Linked DNA regions of Mus musculus: regions 2 and 3 are each linked to region 1. The links are chromatin contacts, called in public Hi-C and Micro-C maps. All regions are on one chromosome and are shown on one strand. Each heading gives the region's core, a stretch centred on a gene start, on an enhancer-like site or on the middle of the called end of the contact. The rest is flanking DNA. Distances are from core to core; before and after follow the strand shown.

The links. A called contact is a pair of places that touch in the nucleus more often than the background predicts.
Region 2: a Micro-C map of the G1E-ER4 cell line shows a contact between it and region 1, with 4 times the contacts expected there. The contact joins two enhancer-like sites. A contact is called at or near these places in 2 of 15 datasets of contacts at CTCF or cohesin (large pre-B cells and pro-B cells), 8 of 484 Hi-C or Micro-C datasets (the G1E-ER4 cell line, cortical neurons, cranial neural crest and 5 more) and 3 of 115 datasets of contacts at active chromatin or transcription factors (T-cell acute lymphoblastic leukemia, embryonic limb bud and memory CD8 T cells).
Region 3: a contact with region 1 is called in a Hi-C map of the G1E-ER4 cell line, with 4 times the contacts expected there. The contact joins two enhancer-like sites. A contact is called at or near these places in 2 of 15 datasets of contacts at CTCF or cohesin (large pre-B cells and pro-B cells), 6 of 484 Hi-C or Micro-C datasets (the G1E-ER4 cell line, nephron progenitors, retina and 2 more) and 3 of 115 datasets of contacts at active chromatin or transcription factors (Th17 cells, astrocytes and embryonic basal ganglia).

What each region holds. Positions count from the first base shown.
Region 1 is chr1:38,766,039-38,768,738 of GRCm38.p6, reverse strand. No RefSeq gene overlaps it. Among named protein-coding and RNA genes, the nearest start is that of Lonrf2, 69 kb to the left of the region's middle. Within about 2 kb of position 1,303, at least 71 of the 459 cell types and tissues checked have an H3K27ac peak or open chromatin away from gene starts, as enhancers often do. A contact at or near this core is called in the G1E-ER4 cell line, where this site is marked.
Region 2 is chr1:38,498,317-38,501,016 of GRCm38.p6, reverse strand. The region is part of intron 4 of Aff3 (AF4/FMR2 family, member 3); the gene reads left to right. Among named protein-coding and RNA genes, the nearest start is that of Aff3, 130 kb to the left of the region's middle. Within about 2 kb of position 1,401, at least 12 of the 459 cell types and tissues checked have an H3K27ac peak or open chromatin away from gene starts, as enhancers often do. A contact at or near this core is called in the G1E-ER4 cell line, where this site is marked.
Region 3 is chr1:38,446,715-38,449,414 of GRCm38.p6, reverse strand. The region is part of intron 4 of Aff3 (AF4/FMR2 family, member 3); the gene reads left to right. Among named protein-coding and RNA genes, the nearest start is that of Aff3, 180 kb to the left of the region's middle. Within about 2 kb of position 1,389, at least 21 of the 459 cell types and tissues checked have an H3K27ac peak or open chromatin away from gene starts, as enhancers often do. A contact at or near this core is called in the G1E-ER4 cell line, where this site is marked.

The DNA.
Region 1 (2,700 bases), core at 54-2,553:
ACATGTGGACAGAACACCAGGAATACATTGTAACTTGCAACATTTTAGAACAGTTAGCAAACAGCTGGATGCCCTGTTCTCAGTGAGTTAGGCCAGAGCGTCAGCAAAGCAGGTTTTGTTATGGAGGTCAGCAGAAAAATAATCGGGTTGAGTACAGCAGTATATTCAAAAGTGCATCTCCATCCAATGCTGTGGGTTGGTTTCACTTCAGAAGCAGAATGAGGAGGAAAAAAAACCTTCTTTAGGAACTTTCCAGAGCTTCAGATATGGAGGGCACCGAAGCAATGCTGCTTTTCCCTCCGCGGCAAAAGACAGGCACATGCTCTGCGCACTCTCACATCACCAACACAAAATTTGCATTAAAAAAAAAATCCTGGGGTTTGTTGTTGGTATTTGGCTTCTAAATGGAAGGGAAAAGGCTGGAAAATGGGTAAGAGTTTTCCCAGAAAAACTCAAGCGAGTCACAAGAAAGCAAAAAGGGGGCATGTAGAGGGGATGCATACGGGCGTGTGTGAGGAGGAGGGTCCGTGACACCCTTAACTAGGTCTAAAGAACAAGTTCTTTCACTTGAAGACAAGGCGAGGTAAGGAGAGAGAAGATGCAGAGAAAGTGATCCTGACCCTTTTAAAAAAGAGGAGCCTCGCAGCGGAGGAAGCAAGTTCTTATTCCCCGCCAGTAGAGGGCACTGTCGAGCAGATTTTGGCTGCTGCTTGGCAAGGGGTCTTGCAGGGAGCGGGGCTGGGGCCAGGAGCGGTGATTGCTCAAGTGGATGGAAGGCGTGTTTCTTAGGGTGCCACTCAGAGTGTATGAATACCAGGGGCGGATTTGCATTTTTAAAAACGTTATGCTAATATATTAATATCTCATAGCAACAGAGAAAAGCTGTGGGCCTTCCATGGAGTCCCCGATTCTCTCCACAAACCCTTCTGACAGGTAGCGATTTATATAAAATGCTCGGAGGAGGCTGTAAGAGATTGTGATACATATTTCATAATATTTTCTAGCACAGCACTTGATCTCACGGGCAGATTCATGAAAATGCAGTATTTATTATACAATATCCATGTTTTATTAAACCTGGTTACATAGCAAGGGAGACATTTGTGGCAGAAGCCTCAAGGCTAAGCTGGGGCTTGGAGGGGGGGGGGCACAAACTCCCAAGAGCCCAAGAAAGAAGCCAGATGTTGAATGGTATCGTGGGCCCAGGGCTCTGTCTATAACCTCCCTCCCATAGCCCTGGGGAGGCCCTAGCTACCCTGATGAAAGGAACGGGCTCACCGCTCTCCCACTGGCCACAGAACTGAGCAGAGTATTAATAACACGTTCAAAGACAGAGGCCCTCTATCTTATCAGAAGTAGAAGGGAGTCTAGCTTGTTATCCAGTCTGCCGCCCCCAACTTATCTTTGGAGCCACATGGTAGAATGCATCCTTCAGTCTCCTCAGCACTGCAAGGCTCCCATCCAACCTGCCCTCCTGGAAACCTTAGAAATCTGAGGAGGGTTTGCTTCACACAGGGCGCTGTGGGCCAGGAATCAATCGGTCTGGCTCCCCTCTGATCTCCCAGGGCTGTGCGCATGCGCATGGGGCCCCAGCAGCTGGGGTAACTCTACTCCCACAACCGTTCCTTTCTTTTCCTGGACAAGATTTATACAGCACGGTTTAGTCTTACACAGACCGACATTCCCGAGGGGAGGGGGGCTGAACTCCCATGGACCACGGCCCTTCTGCTCCCTACAAGCCAGCTTGAAGATGGAGGTTTAGATAAAGCTGGGTTGATACTCAAGGAAATGGGATTTTGTATGAGACAAGGACTCACTTTAAATGACTTGATGGATTGTGTTGACCCTTGAGAGCCAGCGACCTTGCTGCCGCTGTCCATTCTTTCCTGATGAGTTGGGTGGACAGTGTCACAGTGTAAGAGGCCCTCTCCCAGAAGACAAGCGAAAGGTCTTGAAGACCTCTTGATAGAGGTGGGGTCATGAATGGTAGCTGTGGAAAGGATGCTGAGAGAGCAAAACAGCAAATATGCATCCTTCGGGGCTTTGTTTGTTTGTTTGTTTGTTGTTTTTATTTTGTTGGTGAGGGGATTGGCCAGAGGCGTTTCCCAGAAATCAGCCACACACACTGGAGAAGCAGCTGTGCCTTTTCAACTCCGGAGTGTGTGTGTGTGTGTGTGTGTGTGTGTGTGTGTGTGTGTGTGTATGTGTAGGGTGTGCTGAGCCCACAGTGTCTGCCTTTTACTTACCTGAGATGCCAGCTCCAGACAGTCTTGGCCTGGAGGCTGATCTGAATAGTAATCAGTCTCTCCTGTCTCCCTCGCTGTACAAGAACCCAGGACACTAATAGCATCCCCAGGGAGTGCTGCTACTGGGAAGTGTCTGCTGGGTCTGTGGTGTCTGCGGCTGGGGCTCTCAGCTCACCTCATTCATCCTCCTGTGCAGCAGCTAGGATGAAAAGGATTTTCAACTTAGTTGGCAGCTTCATTAAAAGAAAAAAGGAAAGGAAGGAAGGAAGAGAAAAAGGAAGGAAGGAAGGAAGGAAGGAAGGAAGGAAGGAAGGAAGGAAGAAAGAAAGAAAGAAAGAAAGAAAGAAAGAAAGAAAGAAAGAAAGAAAGGAAGAAAGAAAGGAAGGAAGGAAGAAAGAAAAAAGAAGCGCTTGATTCTGTTGGTGCTAGTGGTATAACATTTATGTCTTATACA
Region 2 (2,700 bases), core at 152-2,651, 270 kb after region 1:
TATAGTGGAAATCAATAGGAATCTTTCTTTTCATTTTCTTTTGCCCATGAAGTTCCAGTGGCTGGGCCTTGGGATATTTTTCAGATCGTCCATCCTGCTTTAAAACCTTCAAGGGTATACTGAGTTTTTTGTTGCTTACTTTTTTATTTGGCCTTAGGTCTGCCTTGCCACTGTGGGGCTAGATGATGAGTTACTCTTTAACTGAAAATTACCTTTAGATTACATTTTATATCATTTTACCCAGCTCCAAGTTTTCAGTACACAGTGAATCAAGCACTGCATTCCCAATCAGCAGAGTAATGTGGAGTCTGAGTTATACAAAAGAAGTTTAACACACATTTTTGAATATATATATGAATATGTATATATACATATATGTATATGTATATATATATATATATATATATATATTCATTCAAGAAGCTTTCAGCCAGAAGGAAGATAAGACATATATTTAGGGACAGTAAATTTTAGTTTGGAGATAATTTTAACTGGAGAGAAAAGATTCTGCTACTGAGAGTTAAACAAATGAGAAGAATTTTGATATTTCCTTGAACACAGGACCTCTGATTGATTTGGGCGATGGGAAGGAACATGGCAGAAGCTAAGTTTTAGGAAGAGTGTTCCAGGGGAGGCAAAGTGAGGAGGGAGAAAGGAGAAATGATCAATTTACGAAAACACTCTTGTAAGAAGGAAGTGCTGATTCGTGGGAAAACAGGCAGAAGAGCGAACAGAGACGAACTGGAAGGGAAGCAGGCTCAGAGACAACTCAGGGGAGGGGGTGTAGAAGGAAGTATCTTAAAATCCCAGGGGCGTCTGAAATCTCAGCGTCTATTAGAGGTGAAGGAAAGACAGTGGAGACTTTGGTTTTTGATCCTGTGACTTCATCATAGACCCAGGGGTTTAAAGTCACGAGGACAGTGGGGAAATCACATGGCAACATTTTATGCATCCGTAGCCTTGTAGCCCAGGCTAGTCTCTAACCTGCAGTTCTCCTGAGTGATGGGGTTATGGGATACACCACTGTAGCCAGCTGCATTTTGTAAATTCACAGTTGATCATTGTAGCAATGCTCTAGGACAAGGTGAGAATGACATTTGTCCTAAATGATGTAAATGCAGCTGCTTCAGGACCTTAAGATGTGCCATGACATGACTCTCATGGCCTGGAGGGTGTCGCAGCTGGGCACATGGTAGAAAACCCAAGTGGAGTCTTGAAGCATGTGTGTGCTAGAGAGAAAGGTCTCAGAGATAATCATCAGACAATCAAAGGGCTACCAATCTCCTCCAGAAGGTGATTTAGAGCAAAAACAGGAAACTAAAAACGCTGTGTTACGGGGAGCCAGTAGCAAGCCACTGGATCCCCCCAGGAGCAAGGAAGGGGAGATAAGCCTTATCAGAGACTGCAGGAAGAGGAGCTTCGATAGGAGAGGGCTGGGGTGAGAAACGTGAATGGTTCCCGAATGTCAGAAGGTGGAGTGTTGTGAGAATCTAAGCCTGTGAGGAGGATTTCAGTGATGGGGGCAGAGAATGATGAAACAGCTTGCGGGAGATGAGGTTCTCATGTAGCCAAAGCCAGACTTGAACTCCTGATTCTCCAGGCTCCTCCTCCCGAGGGCTGGAGTATAGACAAGGACCACCAGCCTACTTCTGGGATATTTTATCTGTAAACTAAGGTTTGTTGTGAAAAAAGGGGAGGTGAGCATGGAGGAGGAAGAGCAGGCCTGGAGGAGAGAGTGAGGAGAGGAAGAGGGACGGGATGAACATTGGAGAGCTTCCAAGCTGTGGGAACAGAAAAGGAGCATTTGAGAGTTGAAATGATGAAGAAGAAAATGCTCCCTCAGGGTCACGGGCGGAGAGCGAGTCTGCAGAAGACAGTGGGGACATGTCTTTCTTTGGATCTGAATGAGGACAACCTCAGTTTTCTGTCAGCCATTGAGTGAATGACTAAAAAGAAAACCATCTTTCCATGCCTGTCTCTTACTGGAACAGTTCTTTACCACTTACCAATGGGGCCCCATTTGAACACATTATGTGACATTATGTTTCCTCACAGGCCGTGTCTAGAGAGTGCTACGGAGAGAGCTATTAGACTCCGGGATGGATCATATCTGGATGCCTGTGCTCTTACCATTATATAAACGTATGGTGCAGGTGTGGCGAGTCCCTATAAAATTTCGCAGACCCTAATTACAAAATATAATAGATATATACACTTAGAATTATTAATTAGATTGGCAGGACTTTCTTCATCTTCATGTGTATTTGCATGGTATGGGGGACCAGGTTTTAGATGAAGAACTTTCTGTTGATAAGTAAAATAGGTCAAGCCCAGGAAGATGGATAGTGTGTGTTCTCATTTGTATGTAGAAACTAAAACTACTGACTATAATTTCCTGCAAGGGTTGTGATAGAACAGATGGTTACCTCATGCATAGTACACTTGGCTAGGAGCAATATCTACCTTCTCTTTCCTCGTGTTTTACCGCACGATAGGGTAACTATGTTTGACAGGAATTAATTGCATTTTTTCAAAGTAGAGAAGATTTTTGAATGTTCTCAACAGAAAGAAATGGTGACTGTGTGAGTGACCCCATACCCCTGACCAAGACCTGATCCCTGTACACTGTTTCCATGGCTCCATCATCATCCCAGGCCCTGGAAATATGTGGGATTACTGTGCCAAGGACAGGGAAAAATT
Region 3 (2,700 bases), core at 140-2,639, 320 kb after region 1:
TCGTTCATTTGTTAAGGTAGGTTTGAAAGAAGGAAAAGGAAATACTTTTCAGAAAATGGCCTGTACCCTCCCCCACTTAGATATCCAGTATTTTGCATACACTTTTGTGCTGCCCCAACCATGTATATCAAATCCACATGTACTTACTAAAGACATTTGTATGTCCTGCACTGTGAGGGGACCTCTAGAGTTATTCATCTTGCCTGGGGGTGGGATCAGCAGCAACAGGCTTGGGGAAGAGGAGGTGAGGGCAGGAAGCAGAAGGGAGGCTGAGTTCCTGGAGGAAGGGGAGAGTAGAAGGAGTGTTTCCTGATGGAGCCTAGCAGCTCAGCCTCAGGAGGCAGGGTGGGAGGGAGCACTGATCATCATGGTGTTAGATTCCAGACTCAGTAGGCAGTAGGAGCTGGTGGGGCTGTAAGCCTCAGTGAGAGGGAGGTACAGGGAACTAGAAGGTGGCGAGCAGAGAAGTAGCTCCCAGGGCAGCAGGCTCGCTCAGCCATGGGTGCACTCAGCAGCCAGGTACATACCCACGTGAATGCCTAAAGATGAGTGGGACAGAGAACAACCATAGATATGCCAAGATGGACAGAGAGCACGTGAGGTCTCAAACCCACACGAAGAATTACAGAGAAGGAAGGAGGGCTGAGAGCGGGGGTGGGGGGGAGGAGGGGGACATGGTCTCTTATCCATACCACACAGTCAGCCCTGAAAGTGTACATAACTTTTAAATGGATATGTAGAATAACAGAAACAACCCTGTGTGTTTGAGAAGTTTAGCTAGCCATCCATATGTAAACTTTGACATTTATAGCTTTCTCTTTTTATTCTGGAACCCGTAAGGATTCTAAGAGGTAAGGTGACCTAGACCTGGATATAACCCTGCCACTGTCATGTGTAGCCATGTGACACTGGGTAAGGTACTTCCAGGGTCATGGATCCCATGTGCCTTTTTTTTTTTCTGTCACCTCTCCCAGTGAAGTTGAATATGCTTTTGTAGTGTTAAGGGAGCCTCCTCTGCTCTGTGCTCTGGGATTCAGGAGGAGTGGGGCAGAGGGCTTGGGGGGGGGGGTAGCCTCTCTCTGGTACTAGGAACAGTGAGAGGGGTCCTTATGCCTCAGCATCCACTTAGACACCATGCCATCCTCACCTGCTTCCTGCTCCCTTCCCCTTGTTCAAATGATATTCCTGTATCCTACATCTTTGATCTTTCTCAACCTGGAGGACCTGTAGGTCTCTCCTAGGGCTTCCTGATTCCCAAAGCAGCAAAGAGCTGGCCTGCAGGTGCTGCAAGCTGTGGAGCAGCCCACGGCCCAGCCACCTCCTTGATGACCCCATCAGCCAGCCATCATCATGCAAGGGCAAGGACCAGATTACTAGAGGTAATCTAGTAATAATCTAATAATAATCTAGTAATAACCGTACACACTCCAAGTCACCCAAGGCTGCCTGTCCCTCCTCACCATTCCTTCACAGGGCAAGCATCAAAAAGCACTTAGGCTTTTCTCTTCTCCACTACCTCCTTACCAAGGCTGAGGCTTCTCTGCTGTGCCCTTTCCGGTGTGCACGCCCTCTCCTCTTGGGAGCTAAGTGATAAACCACCTCATCATGTTATCAGTGGCTCACAGCTCTGCTGCCTTCCCTTGACTCCTGAAACTTATATCAGGAAACTCCTGATATAAGATCCCATCCTGGCCTTGCTATCAAGGAGATACCAGGTCTGGCAATGTGAGGCTCCAGTGGTCATAGAAGCTAACTCCCTGTCTGCTTCCATCTAGGATGGAGGTGGGGAAGGTTCAGCTGTAAGGACAAGGATGCTGCACCTGGCCAGCCAAGGGCATATGGAGGTCACCTCTACCCAGACAGAATCAGAGCACACCAAAGGCTATTCTCTGACCTCGGGCTGTTTGCAGGCCAGCTGGGCAGTGGAGCAGCAGTGTGGGGCTAAATGTTTGCAGGGGTAGCTGTAAGAAAGGGCTGGACTCTTGGAAGTAAGAGTGGCTCCTTCTTCCTGAGCAGCCTGGGTCCTGCTCTGGTCCAGGAGTATTTGACTTGCCTCGTCAGATATCATGGTGGTTCTAGACAGCCCTTTTCTAGTTTTTGCCTTTATTAAGAATGAGATGTCAACACATTGTGACTTAATCAACATAAAAGTCTCTGTGTTCTCTCTTCAGATTTCTTCTTTTTAAATGTTTTTTATTACTCTTCAATTAAAAATTAATCCTAAAAACGAGTTATTTGAAATAAAGTACTTGAATGTACAGTCACCCTCATCTGTATGAGGAGTTGGTTCCAGGTCCTAACTGCTCTAATCCCTTGTATAAGAGTTTGTGTGTACACTTGACGCTCAAACATACATCTGCTATTCCACATTCTTTAAATCATCTCCCATGACTTATAAGATATCATTGATGCTGTGGAAGTGCTTGAGGTAGGATATTGTTTAGAGGTTAACGTTAAGTATGGATGTGCCAAGAGTATATACCACTTACCCCCACCCCAATATCCTCTGTTTTGTTTTGAAGCCACAGATGCTCATCTCATAGACTGAGGACCAACTGCATAAAGTACTTAATTAAAAACCCCTAATCTGTATAGTGCTAAATCCTGTCCATTTCCTGAATTGTGTCAGGAATTTTCGGAGCCCTCATGCACAGAATGTCCCTTCACTGATGGCTGAGCAGAGGTGACAGCCTCCGCAGC